2 separate regions of the Capra hircus genome follow, and region 2 is linked to region 1. The links are chromatin contacts, called in public Hi-C maps. All regions are on one chromosome and are shown on one strand. The core of a region is the stretch at or near the end of the contact, and the rest is flanking DNA. Distances in the headings are between cores, read along the strand shown.

Region 1 (4,914 bases), core at 1,714-4,213:
CCTGGGGGAAGCCTGGGCGGGTAAGAGGCTCCAGCTGGAGCGGGGAGTCCGCCCAGCTGCACAGCGTTGGGGCATTAAGAGGAGACGGCAGGCCCGCTAGGGCTGGGTGACCACAAGTCACCCTGAGATAAAGAGGGCCTGGCGCGCCCCACGCAGTGCCCGGGGCTGGGGGGACCCTGGCCGCCTCCCCGTCGCGCGGAAGTGCAGTTGCCCTTCGGCTCCCCACTGATCCCCCGCAGCCCCCGCACGATAGAGGGGAGCCCCAGTCCATGCGTGTGACCCTGTTAGTTCTGCCTGTCCTCCTGTGGGTTTTTTCCTGGAGCTGTTTCGTAGGAATTGGTGTAATAAAGACTTGGTGTTCTCTTGGTGCTCTGACTTGACGGCACCTGGGCTGACCCTCTTCTCCTCTCTGCACCCCGCATCCTTGGGCACTCCGCACCCCAGGGCCGCCGGCCTGGTGCACCTGCAGCTAACACAGGCCCGGGGTGCGGCCTCGCAGGGGCCCAGTGACACCCGTGTTGCACCACAGCCTCGCCCGCCTGCTGGGCGGCCCGCTTTCCTGTCTGCCTGAGAAGGTAAACCGCTTGCTGACAGTCTGTTGCAGAAGCTCCAGCCGATCACCTCCCTAAATAAACAGAAAGCTGCCAGAGTATCAGCTGCCTGGGGCTGTGGGAATGTGCAGTCTCAGACTTCAAAGGGCCCACAGAGATCTTCCAGTTCAAATCTCTCTGGCTTTCTCCCTACTGCCTTCCGGGCCAGGGAGCTCACTGCCCAAGGAGGGAGCTGGTGCCCTTTTCAGACAGAGCAGTTCTCAAGGTTGAAAAGTTCTTCCTGGTATTGAGCGGTGGGCCTCCTTGTGGCTTCAACCACACGTATCTCGATTCTGGGCTCGAAGTCACCCGGGCCAAGTCTCTTCCAGTGCTGTATTGGAGTACAGTGGCCTTTCTTCGGGATAAACAATAATGCAGTTCCCTCCTGCCTCCCCTAAGAAAAGATTCTGCTCGGACCCCTGCCCTACCCCCGGCCCAGGTAGATGAAGTTGGTCTCCTAGATGGACATACCCGCTGATGCCCCAGACAGACCTGGAGTTTGTGTGCTCAGCTGCGTCCTACTCTGTGATTCTGTGGACTGTAGCCTGCCAGGCTCCTCTGTCCATGGAATTTTCCAGGCAAGAGTACTAGAGCGGGTTGCCATTTCCTGCTCCAGGGGATCTTCTTGACCCAGGGGTCAAACCCTCGTCTCTTGCATCTCCTGCATTGGCAGAGGGACTCTTGACCACTGTGCCACCTGGGAAGTTGAGTCTGGACCTCAGCAAACCAAGAGGAAACTAAAAGACACTTGCTCTGTGGAAGGAAAGTTATGACAAATCTAGACAGCATATTAGAAAGCAGAGACATCACTTTGCCAACAAAGGCAAAGAAAGCTTACCAGGCCCTGCAGGGGTGCAGAAGAGGAAGCCCCGGCTGCACGAGTTCCTCCTGGCTGAACGGTATCTAGAGCACCTAGGAAGGCGTCCAGCTGGGCCAGGTGACTGCCCCAGCCATCTACCTTCCCGTTCCGCTCATCTGTGGGTTCTGGGCTCTTGGGGTCCACAAGGTGATACCTGCAGATTTATCTTCTGCAAAAATGAATCCGACTATCTGGACTTTGGTCCAACCAGAGCCCCTCCCACTTTTTATGCTTTGCTGTCCTCGGGGCTCAGTCCCAGCTTGAGAGGAGCTCATGGGACTAGGGAGTGCTGTGTCCAGAGGAGCTAGGCTGTTGATGAGCACAGCGGGGTCTCAGCCTCCCGCTGGGCTCACGTGTTTATTTCTGGCTGCGCTGGGTCTCCGCTGTTGTGCAGGGTTTTCTCTAGTTTCCGTGAGCGGGAGCCACTCTCTAGGCGCGGTGCATGAGCTGCTCATTGCAGGGCGTGAGCTCTAGGGTGCACGGGCCTCAGCAGTTGTGGCACGCTGGGCTCAGGAGTCACGGCTCCCAGGCTCTAAAGCGCAGTAGAGTGGCGCCCAGACTTAGTTGCTCCAAGGCACGTGGGATCTTCTCAGACCAGGGATTGAATCCACGTCTCCTGCATCGGCAGGTGGATTCTTTACCACTGAGCTGCCAGGGAAGCCCCTCTCTAGTGTCCCGAGGCACCGGCTAGAGGGTTGAGGCTGCACGAAACACAAGAGAACTTGGTTTGAAGAAGACAGGCATGATATGAAATGAAGATGCTGAGAGCTGCTTACTCTATGTCAGTCACTTTTTTGGGGTGCTTTGTTCACATTATTTTATCACGCAACTATGCTATGGAGTCAGTATTAATACTTCCATTTCCCAGATCAGGAAGCTGGAGCACAGAGAAGATCAGGTCCTTAGTAAGTGGTACTACCAGAATGTGAACCCAGGCAGCTTCCCCGGGGGCCCAGCTGGTAAAGAATCTGCCCGCAATGCGGGAGACCTGGGTTCAATCCCTGGGTCGGGAAGATCCCCTGGAGAAGGGAATGGCTACGCATTCCAGTATTCTGGCCTGGAGAATCCCATGGACTGTATAGTCTATGGGGTCACAAGGAGTCAGACACAACTGAGTGGATTTCACTTTCAGCGGAACTCCGAGCTGGTGCCTGAACACTAGGTGATACACTCGGGTGGGGGAACAGGTGGTAAGACTTAGAACCCTTGCATAAATGCAGTCTGTAGAGCCCAGAAAGGTCCACCTGCTTCAAAGCCTTTCCGACAGCATGCCCGAAAGTCAGCTATTAGCATCCTTTGTCTGGTTTTAGTAACAGAAACAATATCTTAGCATTTCCGTCAAACGGCAGATGTGCTGCTGAGGGAGAAGCGCTGCGCCCCTTTTGTCCAGTATCACAGCCTTAGACTGATATTTGTTGGCCTGGCTCGCTGGGCCAGCTGGAGGAAGGTGTGGATGTTTCTGGAGCTGGTAGTGGGGAGGTGGGGTGTTGAGGGGGCTGTGTGGGTCTACTGCCACCTGGTGGCTGTCTCTCAGAAGTGGCGGTTGCTGGTCACTGCAAGGCCAGACCACCGCCATCCCAGAAGGGAGACCTCAGCACCTGTTTTTTCCTCAAGCCAAACAGACAGAGGATGTTTACTCTGTTCACATGGTCTTATGTTTGGTAAAATTTGCAAAGATATTTTTGTACTCTTTTTTTTTTCTCAAAAGGGTCACTAAGATTATATAAGCTTCAGGCCCCACAAAACTACCATCTACGCTGCCTGTCATTTCTATAGAGTCACAATTAAAAAAAAAAAATCAATCCAGGAGGATTATTCCAGGCACTCTGCAAGAAGTACTGGTGGAGCTCAATACAAACTCAGCACAAGCCTGCCTTGCTCTGATCTTGCCATTCAAAGTGTGGTCTGTGGATACGGTGACCAACTGTTCTGGTTTTCCAGGAATGAGTGGTTTCCTCCGATGTAAAACTTTCAGTGCTAAACCAGGAAAGTCTGGGGCAAGCTTGGACAAGTTTATGGCTCTTATCTGCAGACCAGCAGCCTCGGTGTCAGCCTGGAAGTCTGTTAGGATTGCAGAGTTTCAGGCATCACTCCAGACCTACTGAGTCAGAATCTGCATTTTCTAAGAATTCTAGGAGCTTCAAGGGCACATTAAAGATGGAGGGCTCTGCTTTCCCCAAGAAAAGAAGGGCCCATACCAGCCCTGAAATGTGTGCTTTCAAGGGTCTCATCTTCTGCTGAGAAAACCCCATAGGGTGATTCCAACTGCCCTTTAATTTTGATAACCAGAGGTCAGGACTAACTGGCTCCTATTTCCTTGGCTACCAGAGGAGCCACGGTGATACTGTGAGACCTCCCAGGGCAGGTAGGCATAAAGTGCTTCTCTCTCCTTTGCCTGAACTGGATTATTCTTGGGGATAAAGCTGCTGTTTGCTGAAGCATTGAATGGGCAGCCATGTGAAAATGCCTTGAAAACTGTTAGGTGTGCTCCGTGATGGCTCAGATGGTAAAGAATCTGCCAGCATTGCGGGAGACCCAGGGTTGGGGAGATCCCCTGCAGGAGGGCATGGCGACCCACTCGTATTCTTGCCTGGAGAATCCCGTGGACAGAGGAGCCTCGTGGACTGCAGTCCATGCAGTCGCAGAGTCAGACGCAACTTAGCAACTAACACACACACGACTGAATAAGTTGTGATTTATTGCTCTTAGGCATGGAATGGTCAGAAGTCATTATCATCATTACTCCTATTTGTTGAGCAATTACTATATACCGGGCATGGTTTTAAGCACTTTGCAGTGCTTAAAGGGAGTGCCCTGACTCCTTACAACAAGGCTATGTGGTGGGTGCTATGATGTTGCCCATTTCACAGATGACAAAGCTGAGGCCCAGAGGTTTGTAAAAGGGATCTGTCAGTGAGGCACAGAAGACAGCCAGGACTGGAAGTGAGCCAGGGCATGATGGGGTGGAGGACTGCTTCCACTGAACCACAGCTTTCTCCCCATGGGTGGACCCAGGGAAGGCCTCCGGCGAGGAGCGCTGAGATCACTGCATCCTCATTTGCCCTATCTTGGTTTTATTTCTCGGTGCTGTTCAACGAGGAAATTCTTTCAAAGAGTCAGCTCTAGGCTCAGCACCAGGCTGGGTGTCAGGAGGCAGAGATAAGCATCCTGGTTGCTGCTTCAAAGAGGCCCAGACTCAGACAAGCAGTGTTACGACACCAGGCCGGCCATATGGGAGCGATAAGCTGAGGGAGTGGACAGGCCCCGGGGACACATCAGTCCGGCGGAGTGTGTGCTGGGCTGACACACCTTCCCGGCTGACTGTGAGAGGAAGTGGAGGCATGGACCTCGAATTGGGGAGGGTTTGGGCCAGGAGGTGAGAAGGGACCCTCCTGCTGCTTCCTTGAGGACCCCCCGCCTCCATGCGCTTCACCTTCCTGGGCCCTGCCCTGTGGATTGAATGTA
Region 2 (4,914 bases), core at 851-3,350, 240 kb before region 1:
ATAAAGCAGGTTCTCACGAAACATCTACTGAGTTAGTAGATGAAGTGCTTTTGCCCACACCATCCCTTACTCCATTAAGCAATACTTTTTTATCCCCACTTTACAGATGGAAAAACTGAGGCTGACACAAGGAACCTGGCCAAGTCACAAGTGTCTTCAAAGCACTTTGAGGGATTTCCCTGGTGGTCTAGTGGCCAAGACCCTGTGCTCCCAATGCAGGGTACTCCACTTCTATCCCCGGTCAGAGAACTAAATCCCACATGCCGCAACTAAGACCCAGGGCAGCCAAATAAATAAATAAAACTTTTTTTCAAAAAGCACATTGAGCCCTGCTCCTAAGAATAATGTTTGTAAACTATCTCTATTGATCTTGACATGTTGTCAAGCACTTTCCTATGCACTCTTTCATTTATTTTAATCCTCAGAGGAACCATGAGGAGTATGTATTACTATTACAGTTTTACAGATGAGGAAACTGAGGCTCAGCGAGGTTGTCTGCCCAAGGACACATCACTATTGAGGGTCAGATGCGAAACTGAGATCCCTAGTCTCTGAGTCTACCCTTCATCAGCAGGGGATGTTCTTGCCAGTACAAGAATTCACTGGAATAACGTTCACTTTTTTCATTGTTAACTTTCTTCCCAGCTTTACTGAGATATAATTGACATAACATTGTGTGAGTTTAGGGTTTCCTGGGTGGCTGACCGGTGAAGAATCCGCCTGCCAATACAGGAGACACAGGTTCGACCCCTGGTCCAGCAGGATCCCACATGCCGTGGGGTAACTAAGCCCGTGTGCCACAACTACTGCACCTGTGCCCCAGAGCCCACATGTCAAGAGCCCACACCCCACAGCAAGAGGAGACATCGCAGTGAGAAGCCTGCGTACAGCTGCAGTAGCCTCTGCTCTCCACAACCAGAGCAAAGCCCGTGCGGCAACGAAGACCCAGCACAGCCATAAGTAAACAAATGAAATTATTTTTAAAACACAACCTTGTGTGAGTTTAAGATGCACAATGTGATGACCTGATACCATTATATATTGTGAAATGTTTACCGCAGTAAGGTTAGTCTTCCACCTCACATGGTTACCAGTGTGTTGTTGTTATGGGGAGAACATTAAAGCTTCATTGTCATAGCAACTTTTAACCATACAAGACGGTGTTGTCAACTATAGTCACTGCGCTGCACCTTAGACCCCTGGAACTTACTTGTCTTTATTTGGAAGTTCGTACCCTCTAACCAACATCTCCCCATCTTCCCCACCCCCCTAGCCCTTGGCCAGCTTCATTCTACTCTGTTTCTTTGAGTTCAATGTTTTTAGATCCCACATATAAGTGAGCTCACACAATATTTGTTTTTCTCTGTCTGACATTTCACTTAGCACAGTGCCTTCAAGGGCTATTCATATTGTCACAAAAGCTTTTTTTTTTTAATGAATGGGCACTTTAAAACTAATAGCTGCCTCCCAATCTCAGTGTCCTTGTTCATATTTTCCGATGGCTCCAGCCACTTTAATTATTCAGAGCCAACGGGAGAGAAAAAAAGAGAGACCTAATACCTAAATTATGCACTCATACCACGTGAAAGTCAAATGGTTCCAAGATACATTGTTAGAAGGGAGATTTATAGGGCTTTAAATCAAAACAAGGCTGGGGAGGAGTGAGTGAGCTGCCTGGCACACCCCCGGGCGTGCCGCCCCGTGCTGCGGCTGGTGGGTATTAGTGTCTGTCGGAAAGTGCGACTTGGATGTAGAAAGAAAAAAATAACATTAGTGTCACTCATTTGAATTTTAGAAATTTTGTAATTCTGTTTGTATTTAATTTGTAAATTTGCTTTTGGTTTCATAATCACATAAGAGCTATAAGCATACGATTATACCGAGTTTCATGCTTCTACCTGCTTAAGTAATATTATAATGACATTAACTTGTCAACACAGAGTTCCTGGGAGTATTTTTCCCTTTAAAAGGATTGTGCACAGTCAGGTTAGACCTGACTTCCACACTTCCTGCCCTCAAAGCTGGGGCCATAGCCACGGATATCTTTTATTCTCTGGTTGGGAAGGAGCTCTCTCCCTAGAGAACAGGCAAGAGTTCACTCCCAGGCCAGATGCAGGGCCACGGGGAGGCAACCCCTTCTCTCCTTCCCAGCCCTTCCCTGCCTGTGGGTGCAGGGACAGGGAGCGCTTGCTTTGAGGCTAAGAAGAGGGTCCCGGTAGAAGCTTGGTAGCTCTCACCTGGTTTAGTCAGGAAGGCAACAGGGTGGTGGACCTTAAAAATAGGGTGAAGTGGATCCACGTTCCTCTCACCTGACTCACTAATAAAACAACTGGGATTCACCTCCAGGCAAATGAAGGTGGCAAGAGTTAGGTCCAAGATCTTATTGTTGGTTTCCTTTAGAATTTTACTAACCTCTTCAAAAATCACAAAAATAACTTCCGCTGATGGCATTCAATGAGACAGCTGTATAATATCCCCCTAAAAAAGAATAAGTGATTAATCTCTTCCTCATCTCCCCAATACTAGCTGCTCAAAGTGATTCTCTACCCACGTCGCCATACTCACACAGCCATATCCAAACACACACATCCTGCTTAGAGGGTGCTTTGGTCATTGTTTGACAACACAGGATCATGCCACTTGCTTATCTCCCCTAATATCATCTTAAACTTTCAGGTCAACGGATAGACTCTCAGCTCATCCTCTTTGAAGAGCTACATGACATTGCAGAATATGGACGGGACACAATTTGCTCACCCACTCCCTTGAGGATTGACAGGTTATTTCCAAGTTTTCCTTCCTGACCATTTCGAGCAAGGCTGCAAACAACCATCCTTGGACATATGGCTTTCTCCTTCACACTCCTTTCTGATGGATCCTAGAAGTGAGCTGGGTCAATATACGTGGGCCACTCTTCTCTCGTTCAACAGTTATCCCCCACATTATTATCCATGTGTCCTTTTCTCAGATCTGCACTGAGCGTCTGCTGCATGCAGAGCACTGTGTTAGATGTGCAGAAGTAAACGAGACAAGGCTCTGCTCTCGGGCATATGAATACTAAGGAGTATTTACATAGCTGGCATATATTAGTTATATATGCAACTATTAGCGATGTGCTAGTTATACAGTATATAACTAGTATTTACATTTATACAACAGACAAAGTGATAACACCCTAAGGGAGGTAAATACAGTTAAAGGGGTGAGGGACTATGTATGTATCTGTGTCCTCTTACTCCGGGGCAGCCAGAGGGTGAGAGTGACTTGAGGGGGCTCTGCCCAGCACAGGCAAGTGCTGGGGCCTTTCCCCTGGGTCCACCCTTCTCCTCTTCCCTGGTTGCCCACAAGAGACCACCACTGGAACTGGAGGCCAGCTTTCCCACTCACACTAGCCACCATTTATCACGGCGGCCCTTCTACATGTTAAACATCTCACATATATTCCCCTATTCACACGAATCCTTACAAACTCACTGCATTCATTAGCTATTGTGTTGTGTTTGTGTTAGTTGCTCAGTTGTGTCCAACTCTGCCACCCCATGGACTGTAGCCCGCCAGGCTCCTCTTTCCATGGAATTCTCCAGGCAAGAATACTGCAGTGGGTAGCCATGCCCTTCTCCAGGGGATCTTCTCCACCCAGGAATCTGCATTGCAAGCGGGTTCTTTACCATCTGAGCCACCAGGGAAGCTCTCATTAGCTATTGCTATGTAACAAATTACTTCAAAATTTACTGGCATAAGCAATAAACTTCTGTTATCTCACGGGTTTTATGTGGCCTTTGGATCCAACCTCTTTCACTTAGCGTAACATCTTCAAGGTTCATCCATGTTATACACGTGAATACATATGCCATTGCTTCCATTGCTTTTTATGGCCAAAAAAAGTGCACAGTGTGGATATACCACTTTCCTTCATCCATACATCGGTTAACAGACATTCTTTTAAAGTTGCCTTAGATATTATCAAACTAAGTGAAGCAAGTCAGACAGAGAAAAGCAAATATCATATGATATCACTTATATGTGAAATCTAAAAAAACTGATACACATTAAAGCAGAAAGAGACTCACAGATAAAGAAAACTAACTGACGGTCACTAAAGGGGAAAGGTAGGGGGAGGATAAATTAGGAGTTTGGGATTGACATACACGCACTAATACGTATGAAATAACCAATAAGGACCTACTTTATAGCAGAGGGAATTCTGCTCAACATTCTGTAATAATCTGCAACTTGCCTGGCGATCCAGAGGTTGGGACTCTGTGCTTCCACCGCAAGGGGCACAGGTTTGCTTTCTGATCGGGAACTAAGAGCCCACATGCCCCTTGGCAAATGTGTATGTATATGTAGATATGTATATACACACACATACATAAATATATATATTCTGTAATCACCTATATGGGAAAAGAACCTGAAAAAGAATGGATATATGTGTATGTATAACTGACAACTTTGTTGTCCATCTGAAGCTAGCACAATATTGTAAATCAACTATACCCCAATATAAAATAAAAATTCAACTGAAACAATAGAAAAATTTAAGCAAGCGAAACACCTAAAAATATTCTGAATAAGAATAATGACAAGTAACTCTCTCTAGTGGATAATAAAATATTTTTTTAATCTATGATAATTAATGTTGTTGACATGTCAAACAAATATATAAATGCAACAGAATAAAAATCCTACATTATTCCCATGTAAAAAGTACTATCACAATAGCACAGAAAAAGGAAATAGATATAAACTAACAAAATATATATAGAATCTATATGCTGAAAATTGCAGAGCACTTATGGGAAAAAAAATCAAAGAAATAAAAAAAAAAAATAGAAATTCCAGGTTCGTGGATCAGAAAACTCAGCATTGTTAAGATGTCAGTTGTCTTCAAATTGATCTATGGATTCAGTG

The links. A called contact is a pair of places that touch in the nucleus more often than the background predicts.
Region 2: a contact with region 1 is called in a Hi-C map of liver, with 4 times the contacts expected there. The contact joins two enhancer-like sites. A contact is called at or near these places in 2 of 5 Hi-C or Micro-C datasets (blood and liver).

The regions. Positions count from the first base shown.
Region 1 is chr19:8,270,205-8,275,118 of ARS1.2, reverse strand. CUEDC1 (CUE domain-containing protein 1) reads left to right here. Exons shown (of 11, transcript XM_018064101.1): 11 at 1-375. Among named protein-coding and RNA genes, the nearest start is that of MRPS23, 7.7 kb to the right of the region's middle. Within about 2 kb of position 2,963, at least 2 of the 5 cell types and tissues checked have an H3K27ac peak or open chromatin away from gene starts, as enhancers often do.
Region 2 is chr19:8,508,022-8,512,935 of ARS1.2, reverse strand. No RefSeq gene overlaps it. Among named protein-coding and RNA genes, the nearest start is that of DYNLL2, 21 kb to the right of the region's middle. Within about 2 kb of position 2,100, at least 1 of the 5 cell types and tissues checked has an H3K27ac peak or open chromatin away from gene starts, as enhancers often do.